Regions from separate parts of the Anas platyrhynchos genome. Here region 2 is linked to region 1. A link is a contact called in public Hi-C data. All regions are on one chromosome and are shown on one strand. The core of a region is the stretch at or near the end of the contact, and the rest is flanking DNA. Distances in the headings are between cores, read along the strand shown. Region 1 overlaps PPP1R12A (protein phosphatase 1 regulatory subunit 12A). Region 2 holds the start of PPP1R12A (protein phosphatase 1 regulatory subunit 12A).

Region 1 (7,117 bases), core at 1,567-4,066:
ACCTCAACAGTAACCTTCACAGCCTATAAAGCAGAAATTAAACTATTTTTTTTTAACACTGAGATATGAAATCTCTCTCCCGCTCCTGGCCTCTGAACTAATTCTACCTTCTTTCATCTGTCCCCAAACTGTTTTTTTCCAGCAGTCATTTTTGTATCACGTAACTCTTCTAACTGCCCAGCTAATCAAAAAACAATATAAAGCGATCACAAACAAGCCTATGGAAACCTAGAACATCTCTTTTCAACCCTACTCTACATAATTAATTAATTTTAATTGATTTTCAAGGCCTTCATAATGAACTGCAATTTCAGGCTCTAATGTCTTCAAAGAAACTGAACTATTCATCCTTTACAAAGCAAATGAATGCTTAGAGTATGGAAACCAAAGAAAATCCAACTCGACTGTTGCCCGTTCAGACATGCAACAGGAATTGAGCTGAGGGATAAAAAGGTCTGCATTAAAGAAATTATGAATATCATAAAAGGAAAAGACAGGAATGATACGTAAATGATCGTATGTAATGTAATGCATCATTTCTACTGTAAAGCAGATATATATTGTAAAACAGACTACAATAAAGCAGATTCCTCAAGTTTTACTAATCCACTAACAACTAAAAAGCCAGACTTGGAACAACAAACTGGCAAACCAAAAGCAATTACGCTGGCACTGCTGAAATACCCTTCAGGCAGTGGATGGCAGATTGAGGCTTGTATTACATTACATATGAATTAGATTTTCCTTGATTGTTTTTTTATAGCACAAATATAATAAAATATCTTTCACTGAGAAATCCTTTGGTTAAATTAGGGTATTATAGCACATCTATTGCCATAACAAAAACTGTAATCCACCCATTATACAAGTTAAAAAAACAAACAAACAAACAAAAAAGAAGAAACAACGTGACAATGACATGCCCAAATCAAAATTTCAGTGACATCCAGACCGAATGAGTGGAAGCATTACATGCTTCTGGAAACATAAGGTGCCATTTGTTTGTTTTGTTTTGTTGCCATTTTGTTTGGGGTAGCATATGACGTTGCTAAACTCCCTTTTCACCCATGAAAAATGCCTGTGCTACAAGGAGGTTGAGGTGCTAATTTCTTCCCTTTTGGTATATACGTACAAGCAATACTAAGATCTAAATAGTCATTTCATGGAAAACTAAGAAAAGACCACCATACCTGAAAAAGTCATGGTTTTTTCATAAATAACTTCAACTTTTTCTGTTTTTAAACAATATTATATAATGCAACTTCAGAACCCGAGGCTTTCCTTTTTATTCAAATTAGCTACAAGCAAATTTACAATAGACTATTTTTTGTATTCTTCAGTCAATTCAAACCATAACAGATATTCCATAGCAACAAATATGCAAGAAGGAATTTAATTGCAAAAAAACACCCACAAAGTTGGACAAAAGATTCTGTTCAGTAAGAAGATCTGGTAAAATGTTATGTCAAGGATGAATTTAAAGACATAACTTTACTATCGTAAAATAACATAGGCATGTAATACATTAAGTGTTTTAAGCAGTCAACTGAATTTCTAGACTCATTCACTTAATCTGCTAAAATAGTCATTTCAGCCTCCGCAATTTAATAAAAAATAATAGAAACTGCTGAAAACCCATTAATCTGGGTTAAGTCTGCAAGATACAGGAAGATATGATTGTTGAAGCACTAAGCAGAGCCTATGGAGAAGCTAAAATATTGAAAGAAAGTAGGGTAAAAATTAAAGAAATGTATGTTTCTAAAACTGTCCATCTTAACCCAATGCATGACAAATAAATCTGAACAGAGATTAAATTTCACATATCTAAAAATCTTTAGAACTCTGACCGATATGAAGAATTAAACCCAGAAACTGAATCAATAATGTGTTTATAATCATGTATTCTCATTCCTCCAGAAGACTTCTACATATTGTATGTATGAACTAGTGCAAACTGTAAATTTCTGGGGCCTTTACATTTCATTTTCTTTCAGAATGACACAGCAGTGCAGATCAGCAGATCTTGGGAAAATAATTCTCTGGAGTTAAATCATTTACATTTTAGTGTTTCCTGCCAGGCACAATTATGCCAATAAGTGGTTTATATATCACGTTAGGCACACTTATGTCCATCCCCTTCTTGCATGCCAGAGTTCTAAGTGAAAATGCTCGTGGCACAAGCAACTTTCTGCAGGCGAACAATCCTACATAAATTCCTTTCAACGGAAAATTGCCCACGTGTCTGTTTGTTTTGAAGCACTTTTGAGAAAACGTTCCTCCAAAAGCCTGATCCTGAAATTCCAATGGCGAATGTTTAACCATAATTTCTACGTAGGCCTAGAGAACTAAATAATTATGACAAAATATCAGTGCTTTGGCAGAAGAAGTAATAAATGTTAAATATAATACCCTGTAAGTATCATAAATGAATGTGTCTGTGAAGCCCAAAGAAGACATAAAGGCTGTACAGGACCAACAGCTGCATCAATACGTTATTTTACAAGACAGTACATTTCTGATCGTGTTTCAACAGATGAAAGTAAGAGAATCTTGCCGGTCTAAATAAAACACCTCACGGTACTAACTGGCACGAAAATGGGTATTTCTACGAACTTTGTGTCACAGAAAAAGGGCTGTGCTCTGAGATAAGCTAAATATAGCTCCCATTATTAAATACAGCAAAGAGAACATGAAGAGCCTTTATTATACCTTATATGGACCTTCCTCCTTGCTTTTGCTTTTGCGACTCTGCCCGGAGACGCCAGGGTGAAGGATCCCGCTGCCGCACCTTTCCACCACCACTTTCTGCCTCCGGCCCGTAGATGGCAATGTGCTGCTGCCTCTCGGCTCCAGCCTGGCTTCCAACACCCCTGCGTTAACCTCTGGCAGCCCAGGCACGGCTCCGATCAGTAATAATTTACAGCGAAATGCTCTCATTTCTCCTATCAAGGCGTGTCAGTCAGCAGCTGTGAGGAGGTCCGACACGCTGGGCTGCGCGGGGAGCAGACGGCGGAGCTGAGCGGGACCTGAGGCGCTGAATCAGAGCCCGAGCGCGGCTCGGCCATATAAAGGCATGTTTCATAGATACCGCCGGCAACAGCGGCCCGCTTTTTGACTTCATCGAGTTAATGTTTATATACAAACGTAATAGTTCGCATTTCAGCCGCATAAACAAAGCTGAGTTAAGCAATACATTGGAGAGAGCCTCATTACATTTACCTATAATTAAGAATGAGGAACACTGGCTTCTGCTTGGAAATGAGAAGCGGCCTGCCTCCCGCCACAGAGGAAGTGCCGCGCTGTATCCTCACCTCCTGATTCACCTCACATCACCTCTCCCCACCAGCTCACCTCCCGAGAATGTAGCCTACCATCCAAAATAACCACTTGAGCAGTTAAAAACACTTTTTAAAAGACTTCTGATGATAAATAGCCTGCCACCACTAAAAAAATCGCTTCAGACCAATGCTTAACCCTACTGAAGACTTGAAGGAGAGGCAGCATTTAGAGCTGGCCGGCTTTAAATGTGATTAAAGTGGCAGCTAGGATTGTGGCCAGGGCCAAGCAAAACAGCTCTCAAGTCTGCCAGCTTTCACCAGTGCATACGAAAAGACTTTACTAGCAAAAGACAGCTTCCATAGCTATGGTATGCTGATATGCCACAGAGCATAAGTAAAAAGGGTCACATCAAGAAACTGGAAATAGTGCTTTTAATGTAAAGGTTAAAAATGCTGTGCATTGCAGTGGCATCTATATACATGGGACTGGTCCATGATAAAGCCATCCGACATACGGAGGAAACATCAAAAAAGGTGCTAGGAGAAGTTTTTGTATAGCACGCCAAACAGTTAAAACATATGGTGTGCAAAGACTAGTTGTTCAGCACTGCACCTACATAACTTCCATAAACCAACTACTTTTGCTACCAGTGAAGTGTTTTGTTCAGATCTGTGTCAAAAAATCTGTATATATTGCTATGGCATATTTTTAATTTACCTTCTCATGAAGTATAAAATTAAATTGTGTTTTAAGCTTAAAAATAATTAATCCATTAACTGTTCACTCTAGAAATAATGTAATAAATGTAGCTTTATTTATATAACAAAACAAATATAAAAAGAGAATGTTGCAAAATTAGTCCGAATTAGACAAAATTCAGCAAAAAATCTTAATCTTCCTTTGAAGGTTCAGGTAGAAAAATGCTTTCCCTATTATCAGAGTGCTGTGGTTTCATCTATAGGATAACAAGTCCGTTAGTTGAGAATGACTGCAGAGCCCATTATATCAACGAAGGCCTGCTGTATGCTCAGCAGAATACAAGGTGGTCGTGTTGGGGGACCTGTGGCCCACATCAGAGGACACAAGAAAAGAGAGAAGAAGCATGAACCAAGGGTCGCAGTTTAGAAGTGTTAAACACAGAGATGAGAATAACTGAAGAAGGACAATAATAACAGGCAAGGTCTGTTATTTCGTGTCCAACCAAAAGGACATGTAGAACGGGAAGCTTAATTGGGATAGTTGACCACCTCCTCTCTAGACAGTTCAGATTTTGTAATCTGAATGCTAGAACAGGATGCGCAAACACTTTGGATCCTTCTCTGTATTAAGCCTGCAATGTCACATAGAGCTGAATTGTATCCTATTCTATAATTTCTGTCTGTGAATTTAGCATCTCCAGAGGCTCCCATTTTTAGTGCTGTTGTTAGATATGTCCTTAAAATGTAAGTCAATGTTTGTGAAAATTGGTCATAAATACAAACTAATGAAGGCTGAACGGAAAGACTCTGATTTAAACTCTTCCTATATAGACTCAAGGTCTGCAGAAGCAGCAAAAAAAGGATAAGCTAGCATGGTGATTCTCCTCAGATCTCTAACAGAAACAATGTCAAACATCATCACTTCAAAATATCTGAAATCACAATGAATCAGATCAGAGTGATCCACAAAATAGCCCTGACTGCTGATGCCAATATGTAGGAAGCCATATTCATCACATTAACTAAGCAACACACACAAAAAAAAAACAACACTATAATAAATGCAGGAACACAGTAAAAAGTTGCCATAGGCAAGAATGAGACAGAAAATGTCTACATAATTGTCACGCTGCATGTTATACCTACACAGGGATAAGATTTTTGGTACCCAGATTTGTTCCTTTTAAAAATAAATTGGCTTATTTTCCACTACCAGTAACACTGAAATAGGGTTTAGTGTTCCAGAGACCCCACAGTCAATTTGGTTTATCAAAACTGCAGTACTGCTTTATTTTACACAAGGAGCAATGGTAAAGTTGGAAGCATATTTGCATTTAACCACATGTGCATTCAAAGATGAAACTGTCACAATATGTCAGTGTTAACTCCCCACTGACATAAATGATTATTTTAGAAATCTGAACTTCTCTAGCTACAACATATGTACAATTGGGCACTTTTCAAGTGACCATGATCATGGCTAAACAGTCATTCTGTATGTAATATTATTTTATGTGCAAGTTAAGGATGCCACCAAATGCACATTATTTTATGCTGGCTCCTGAGTCTTGTGATTTATTAAGATATACACTTCCATTTTATATTCAGATTCATACCCTTTCTATTCCATCCTCATTTACAATCATTAAATATTTCCTGTGATTTTATCCCTGCAAGTAAAAACCCTTAGTTTTACATTACATGCCTTCTTCCCTATTTCTACAAAACAGCAACTCCTAAGTGGTCTTGCAGTCAAAGAAGCTAGGTAGAATATATATATATGTTCTATACACACACACACATATATACACACATATCTTCCATATGAAAGAATATGTATATATAAAACAGTGAAAAGAATAATTTATATAAAACAAAGCACACGTGAAATACCTAGGTTGAAACCCTACAAAACTAGTTCTAGATAGATTTAACAGCAAAGAATATAGACTTTTCCAAGTTCTGTAACAGGCCTATAAGCAAGCATTAATACCAGTTCCAAGTATACATGCACATATATGTATATATAAATATGTGTGTGTGTACATATATATATATATACACACATATACATATTTATGTATGTAGGTTAGACTTTAGAGCACCGTTAGCACCAGGAAGGCAGAAATGCTGTCACAAATGTTCGAAGTGTGGTCACTCTTCAGGACAACACAAAGTCTCCTGTTCTCCAGAGGGCAGTCAAACCACTGCAAAGCGGAGTCCTACAAAGTTTCTCACCTTACATGGTGCCTCCCTCAACCAATATATTTCTTGAATCACCATAGAGAGACCAGTCTTCTGAAAAACCTTCAGCCAGTCCAGTAACTGGCATAAACATGTAGCAGGAATGCTTGAAAAATAGGTTTTCCCTAACAACTGAAATTCAATATTTTAAAATAGCCTGGATTATCCCTTTGGAAGCTAACAGCTACACTGTGGGAACATCTCCTTTCTTCTCAGGCTTGTAACAACAGTGCCATAGATATTCTACTGTAAGCTTTATAAAATATGTAAACTACACTGAAATTTTCAATGAATTGTGACATTTAGTTTAGGTTACCAATGCTGATTTTACAATTGGGCTGTTCCAAATAATTAAACTTGAAAAAAGAATAAAAATTAATGTTGAACCTGCACTATAAAAATGTACATAAAAAACTTATAACAATATATTATCATTAACATAAAAGGGAGGTTTTACAAGATAACTCTTTTTCTGAATGATGTCAGTTTTATGAAGAACTACAGCCAATCAATATAGCATGCCAGTAAAGTCAAACGTATCAAAAACTACCCAAAGAATTTAGGCTGAGGTACATGCCAGAAGTGACTCTCCAGCAAGGATTAACAGTATTCTTAAAGAAAAAAAAAAAAGAAAAAAAAAGAACTGTGCTTTTTTCCAAACTAATTAAAATAGACAAAAAATATTCATATCTATCTAATCCGGAGTCTTTTATGTGCTAGCTATAAGAACTATCAGTTAAAATTAAGTTAACAGCAATAAATAATTGAATCAAAGCCTTTGTTGAATCTACAGTCTGCTTCGATGTATTAGCACCCATCTCTTATTCCCTGTATATCGTGTCACCACTTTCTTTTCAACATTTCCTTTGGGCATTAAACAGGTTTAAGCGTACAAA
Region 2 (7,117 bases), core at 2,557-5,056, 69 kb after region 1:
GCACGTGCAGGAAGCGCGGCCTTCCAGGAACCCGGGCACATCCCAGCCCCTCCCCAGCACACGCAGCCTTCCCACGCTGCTGCCCAGAAAGGGTGGGCTCCTCTTTCCTGTACGAAGCTCTGTGCAGCTTTTAGGCCAGCCACTTGCAGTCGCTCAGCAGCAAGTCCCAATCGGGGCAAGCCAAACGCTTCCCCTTGCGTGGAGGGCAAGGGAAGAGCACACAAACCCCGAGGAAGGGTAGGTGCTTTGCTTTAAACAGGACAGAATTGAATCCCCCTTCTGATAAGTATGCCCCAGAAGGTTTTGCTGAAAACCACAGTCTTTTCTGATTTCAGAATATGCCACTTTTTCCCTCTCTGCAGCAGCCATTAATCTGGGAGGCCACAGCTCACCTCTGGGCCCTGTTTTTCTCCAGTCCAATTGTTACTGCAGATAAGACAAGCTGCACTATCTGTACGCTGCATCTCCTGCGTGACAGCTGTCTGGGAATGCACTATTGAACAACATTATCAACTTAGCCTCCAAGTTAATCGAACAGACCTCTGATTTCAAGTTAGACCTTATAAATTTATAAAGGTTTTCTGGTCTCACACACAATATGTGTGTAACTTAAGATACTGCAACAGGATGCATAAAAATATCCTGCTGCAACATGCTACACGATGTACATCCTCCCATAGATGGATAAATTGCATATCCAGTTTTGTCTTTTTTTTTTTTTGCTGAAGGCCTAAGCTGGATGTATGCTGAAAGAAGTTCTTAAATGAAGAAAACAACGTCCAAATCCAACATTATATACAGGAATAAAAATCACTATCTAACAACAGGGTTTTTCCACAGTTCAAGATTTAACTCAAAGCAACTTAATTGATATGCCCTCAGCTATAATGCACTGAAGTCTGCAGTGAAATAAAATGAAATCACTCACTAACACTGATGAGAGATGAATGAAATGCCTGCATATACCCTCCCTCTTCTGCCTCTGAGCAAAACCAACCCAATTGTATTTTTTCCCCCACCGTACACAGTCAGGAAAATAATTCTACACAGAGCTTTCTGAGGGTAATGACATCTTACCCCACTGAAATGGGAAGTTCAGCTAATTACTTTAGTAACAAAGCTTGATGCTCCATTAAAGACAAGATCTGAAGCTCACCAGAATTTCAGGATTAATAGTACTTCCCCCTCAGCATTTCCAGCCACCCGGGGTGTGGGAAAAAAACAAAAGCCACACAGCTTAGGCCTTTTCCTATAACTGTTATATATAACTGGGGAAAAAACAAAGGCCAAATAGGAATTAAACATTTCATATACTGTCAGACACGTGTTTGTTCTTAATAATTGTGGAAGAAAAGTTAGACGCAAGACAAAAACCTACCCAAACAAGGTAGAGTCACTTTGTCTTTGTGGACAAGTTTATTCCTGTGAAGCAGTAAAACCTACAGGGAATCTGACAAACAAAAAAAACAACAACAATGCAACAGCAGCCATGGCAGTCTTAAATACAACAGACTTCAACATTATTGACATTTGTCACTCTTCCTGACAGTTCTGACTGAGTAGTTGCTGAAGAGTTTCCATTGGGAACAGATAAAGCTTTGTTCCATTCTACAGCCAAATCTGATTAAATGAATCAATGCTATAGACTGCATAACGTACGATTTGCACCTTTTATATGGCATACTAGAGAAAACATATCGATGATAATGAAGTGAAACCATAACAACAAATCCTTGCCTGCAACTGTTTTGTTATGTCTGCCCCCCTCCACACCTTTTTTAAAAAAACATAAGATGCCTGGACTGCCTCAAGAGGATTATCGTTTCACAACTGATCTTCTTATTTGCGTTTAATATCATAAGACCAGAAAAGGCTCTTTGGTATCACTAAGAGCAGGAGAGTGAGCAAGAGTTTAAACAGTGATGTAAATCTTCACCTCCGTTCTCTTAGACTTCACCCTTCCCAACCGCAAACTGACTACAGGTAGAAGGGTAGAATAACTCCTGAGAAATTTTGCTGCAAGCTTTGCAGCCCACGGTGTCAAACATTTTGAAAACGCTATCTAAATGCCATGGAGAAAAGCAGCACCATTCGTCTCAGGGAGTTAAACCAAACGTCATCCTTCCCTACCAATCACCGGCCCACAGTAACTCGCAGACCCATCGACCTAACCAGTTAAGGAATGACTTCCAATACAGAGCTCCCCTCATGCACAAAGCAATCATAACTTGATTCAAAAAGAATAAATACAAAAAAAACATAGGCAACACACTCTGAAAGTGACAGGGTAGCCTGGAGTCAGGTAAGCCTGCTGCAGAAACATTGTGACAGAGTTAACCACAACATGCAGTCATTCTTCCAGTTCAGTTCACAACTGAAAGTAAACCAGCCCTTTCCACCGCCAAATGAGAGATGACTTACATACAGGAAACAGGGCAGAAAGTAGTAGAAAATTACATCTTATGTTCAGAATTTGGCTCTGTCCTTTCTTACTTCATTACCGTGGGGCAGCTAACGCTTGGAGAAATTCACATCCTCAAAAAATCTGTATGGGGTGGGTAAGATGCACTGAATTCGCCACCTCATTTTTGAGAAAAGCACGACATAACCGTGTCCTCACCTAACCGTTTGGGGAAGATTTCTGCTCGATCAACCTACATCCCAACCGTTTTCCTTTTCCTTGAAAGAGTGAACAACCGCTAAACTCAGGAACAAGAAGCTAGCCTGTCAAAGACTGTGTTTTTTTCTGCTTTTTGGACATCCAGCAAATGTAATATCGCGTCGAAGCTCTCGGCCTTCTAGAGAAAGAAAAACTATTCAGGCAAACCCGCATTATCTCCGGATTGCCACAGCCTTTCCTTATTTGGCTAACGTTTTGAGATTCCAATCAGACTGCTATGAACTTCAACATGCACAAAGCATCCATTTTGAGGAAACTTCACAGCCAGTTTCCCTTCCATTCCCCCCCCCACTCTGCCCCGAGCGCGAGTTCCCTCCGGGCAGCGCCCCCCACACCCCGCACCCCCTCCCTCCTTTTTATTTCCCCCCCTCCCCTTCCCCTCGCCGCAGCCCCACGGCAGAACAAAGCCATCCGGATTCCTTCGGGCTGCTCCCAGCGAACGGGCCGAGCAGCCCCGCAGCCCCGCTCGGCTCCCACACTGCGGCAGGAGCCATGGCTACGGGCAGGAGCCCTCCCGCTACGGTCACGGCTCCGCAGGGCGCAGCAGGAAGCCGCCCCCGGGACCCCGGCCCCATAGGAAGAAGGGGAGGGGAAGAGGGGGGCGAGACCCCCTCGGGGGAGGCCGCCCCGGCGCTGCGGGCCCCCGGGGGGGCACCTGCCCCGTCCCCCGTTCTCCAGCCTCGGGAGGGCCCGGCCGCTGCCCCCTGCCCCGTGTCGCCCCCCCCCCGCCCGCACGGACCTGGTGGAGCGCCGTGAGCCCGTCCACATTGGCGTAGTTGATGTCGGCGCCGCGCTCCAGCAGCCGCAGCACCTCCTCCGTGTCGCCGCTGGAGCAGGCGGCCAGGAAGACGGCGCCGTCGTCGAACTTCACCTTGGTCTTCTTGCGCTTCACCACGGGCGGCTCCAGGTCGGTCTCGGAGCCGATCCAGCGCTTGAGCTGCTCGTTCCGCTTCTGCTTGGCGTCCGCCATCTTCATGCCCCGCTCCCGCCGGGCCCCCTTGGCGGTCGCGGCGCGGCGGATAGGCTTTATACCGCCACGATCCCACAGCGCACCGCGGCCCGCGCTCGCCCTCGCTCGCTCGCGCACCCACCCAGCCGGAGGGCGCGGAGCGGGAGGGAGCCGGAGGGGAGGGGCGGGGCGGCGCCGCCGGCCTCCTTAGCATAATCCCGCGAGATTTCAGCGCCGGGGAAGGGCGGGGCGGGGCGGGGTGGGGGAGAGGAGGATGAAGGGGAGGGGAGCGCGGGGGGTGCGGCCAGTGGCGTCATGGCGGGGGGTGGGGGTTTCAAGGCAGGGCTGTGGGGGGGAAGGGGCCTGGAGCTCGCCTCTTCTGGTGGTGTGACACGAGTTAAAACACACACACACGCCCCATTTGAAGGTGCAGACCCTAAAGTGTACTTCCTCAAGACACACGGTTTCCAGGAAGCCAGCCATGCCGTGCAGTTGGCGCCCTTCCCCGTGCACAGCGTGTTTTTCTGACTGTAAACAACACACGTTTTTGCTTAAATTGAGGCATCTCTGGAGATAAAACGTGGTTTTAAGCTCACTGGGAACAAAAAGTTTTAATTTCAAGTAATTACAGGAAGCAAAGTATAGTTTGAGAGGGTCACCAAAACCTCACGCTCTTCGAATTTTGCATGGTTTGTTCTTTCCTTAATTATAATGTCTCCTTCTTTCGTTACGGTGGGCGGCCACAGAGCCCGCTCTGCCTTCTTATTTCCGCTTTTAGCCATAAGAATGTCAGTGCCTTGCATGAGAAGCGATGGTTCAGGTTATGTACCTTCAGCAGTGTGTTCTCACTCGTGCTCTTCACAGCAGATTCTCACCTGCAACTATTTGTGCGGTATCCCTCACATTTTCCTACACAGCAGTGCGTGACATGCAGCCCACCAAAAATTTGCAGGAGCAACACAATTGTGGATGTTTGAAAGTCAGTACCTGGTAGACAAGACAAGAGATTTGCCTAAGAAAGTCTTGCAGTCTAAATAGGTGGATGAACAATGACTTGGCATCTAATTAATACATTTTCATTGATGACCCGTGTGTCTACTCAAACATACAGTTTAGGTTCCTGGACCTGATTGTGCATAATCCCCTTTAGAAGTTGTCTTTGTAGTGTTTTTTACTCACACGGGTAATTGAGTGGTGCCCAACACTCACAGTTACCAGCCTGCAGCTTGGCTGCCACTCCAGACTTGTGGCAAAGGAGAGGATCTGTGCAGCATCCAGCTGCATACTGTGGTCTTGTCCTCTTGGGCATCCTTCCCTGGGGACAGACTCTCAATCCAATGACATTCTGTAAGGAAAGTACCTTCCCACAAAAACGAATGAACGTCCTCTGTCCCCAGGTGTCTCCAGTATTGTGGGTGTACCCTCCCAAGCACCCTGCAGAACTCTTTCCCTCTGAACCAGCTCAATCAGCTGTCTGAAAATTTGGCTCTTCAGAGAAATCACATACCTGAAGAATGTAGTATACTGATTTCAGCAAGGATTTAACTCAAGAATCAAGTGTTTTACTGACAGCAAAGTAATTCTAGGCAAACTGATAGGTATTTACTTGAAATGCCATCTCCGGAATTTCATTTGTAGGGAGCATTTTTTTAGGTTTCCATCTGGACTCCTGTGCCCACTCCTTGAATTTTTTCCTCAAGCTCTGCTTTTTCTTTCTGGTCATGGGTACTAAGGAGCTCCTTAAGCTCACTGTCCTTGGCTTGCTAGGGAAATGCAGAGGTTTCCTCTTGATTCCTTTCTCCAGGGCATTTTTCACGGATTCATCTCCAGCTTCACAGAGAACTTTGACAAATATCTTTTCTCACACTGCAGCTATTGGGATGTTCTACATTCTTGACTTGATTTTTTCTTGACTTTTTCATTTTCTTTTCTTTTTTGGTTGTACCTCGTTATTTGGGAGTTATGTCATGTTTGAGCCTTTTAACACACCCCACAAGCAATGTATGATTCATCTGTGCAGCTGGTTTAAATTCAGATATTCTGTGTATATAGGGGTATATGTGCCTTTCCCAGATACCTGTGTGCTGTGCAGTAAATTATTTTAATTGTACCTTGAATGTGATTTAGCAAAGCATATGATCTTTCTTAAATAAAAAAGTATATAGCTGTCACTCATGTACATTCATTCATCTCTGCAATTGTCCCCATTTTCTGTATCCAACAAAATTAAGCCACACTTCAGAGCAAGAATGATAAGAGAAATAATAATAATTCTTAATGCTTGTTTTTATTTTTCTTCCTTATTTTTCCTTTTTCATATAAGCTTATAATTTCACAAAAGCTTATATTTCCAGTAGTAAAGGCATACTGGGCCATACTCAATCATACCAGTTTGATGTCTTTGTTATCAGTGTAAAATCAGAGTACCCGAGAGATGAGACCCTCTACAGCTTCTAATTCAGTACTAATTTAGATGAACACATACAATTGAGATAAATATAGACAAGTACCTTTCTACAGAAAGGTATAGAGTACAGAAAGGTACTTGTATCGACAAAGGTATAGAGGTATAGACAAGGTATAGACAAATACTTTCTGCAGAAATCTAGTGAAATTCATCTGTACAGAGGCCGGGCCCAAACCCTGTATATTAAGGCTCACTTTGAAGACCATGTTAATACTGAGTATAAAATTTTCCCTGAAACAGGCATTACTGGTTGGTTTGATTACAAAACAATGTCACAAAATGGCATTAGATCATTGTGTGTGTGTGTGTGTTTACGACAATATCAGTGTGCTAATAAGAGTCACTTACCATTTTAGGCACATGATCTGTGTCCAACATAAGGGTACACCAAGTAGACCTAGTTTTACCAAGCTGTTTTGATATGTCCCTAGCAGACTATTTTCTGTAAAATCTTTTGTATGTATATACATAGCACTAAAAGTGATTGAATGTATAATTTTCCACATATGAATAGTAACACTGAATTCACTAGCCGTACCTTTCTCTTGAGATAACTGTGTAAATACTTGCAGAGATGGCATCTATGCATGTATATATTTGCAGTTAGTTTAATGACAGGCTTCAAATGATCAACAAAGTGATTTAACACTTGGGTTTTTATCAATGTGTTTTCTGGTTTTCCATTTTCTCTTAAAAGAATTACAGGCATTGTTCAAAGCTAATTCCTGCAGTCTTCTGTACAACAGAAGTACACAGATTAAGTTTTTGCACTCCCCGAAATAGTCAGCTTCTGGGATGTAGAATTTTTCTTCTGACCTCCTAAGGATAATTGTTGAATTGCCTTTCATTTCAAACAGCAACAGACACATTGTGGCTTCTAAAAATTTTGTCCTAATGTTTTTCTCTCCCCAGTGAAGAAAACTAATATATCAAAGTTAATTTAATCAACTCCAGCTCTGGAAAAAAATGAATAATTTGAAGGGACAGTGACAAATACTGTATATATTGACATAAAACTTCC

Evidence for each region. Hi-C and Micro-C count contacts between places; a contact is called where the count stands out from the background.
Region 2: a Hi-C map of subcutaneous adipose tissue shows a contact between it and region 1, with 2.1 times the contacts expected there. The contact joins the promoter of PPP1R12A here to the enhancer-like site in region 1. A contact is called at or near these places in 4 of 8 Hi-C or Micro-C datasets (liver, skeletal muscle and subcutaneous adipose tissue).

The regions. Positions count from the first base shown.
Region 1 is chr1:41,861,750-41,868,866 of IASCAAS_PekinDuck_T2T, forward strand. The region is part of intron 3 of PPP1R12A (protein phosphatase 1 regulatory subunit 12A); the gene reads right to left. Among named protein-coding and RNA genes, the nearest start is that of PPP1R12A, 68 kb to the right of the region's middle. Within about 2 kb of position 2,817, at least 3 of the 8 cell types and tissues checked have an H3K27ac peak or open chromatin away from gene starts, as enhancers often do. A contact at or near this core is called in subcutaneous adipose tissue, where this site is marked.
Region 2 is chr1:41,929,484-41,936,600 of IASCAAS_PekinDuck_T2T, forward strand. PPP1R12A (protein phosphatase 1 regulatory subunit 12A) reads right to left here and starts at 3,807. Exons shown (of 25, transcript XM_027454353.3): 1 at 3,420-3,807. The coding sequence starts at 3,656.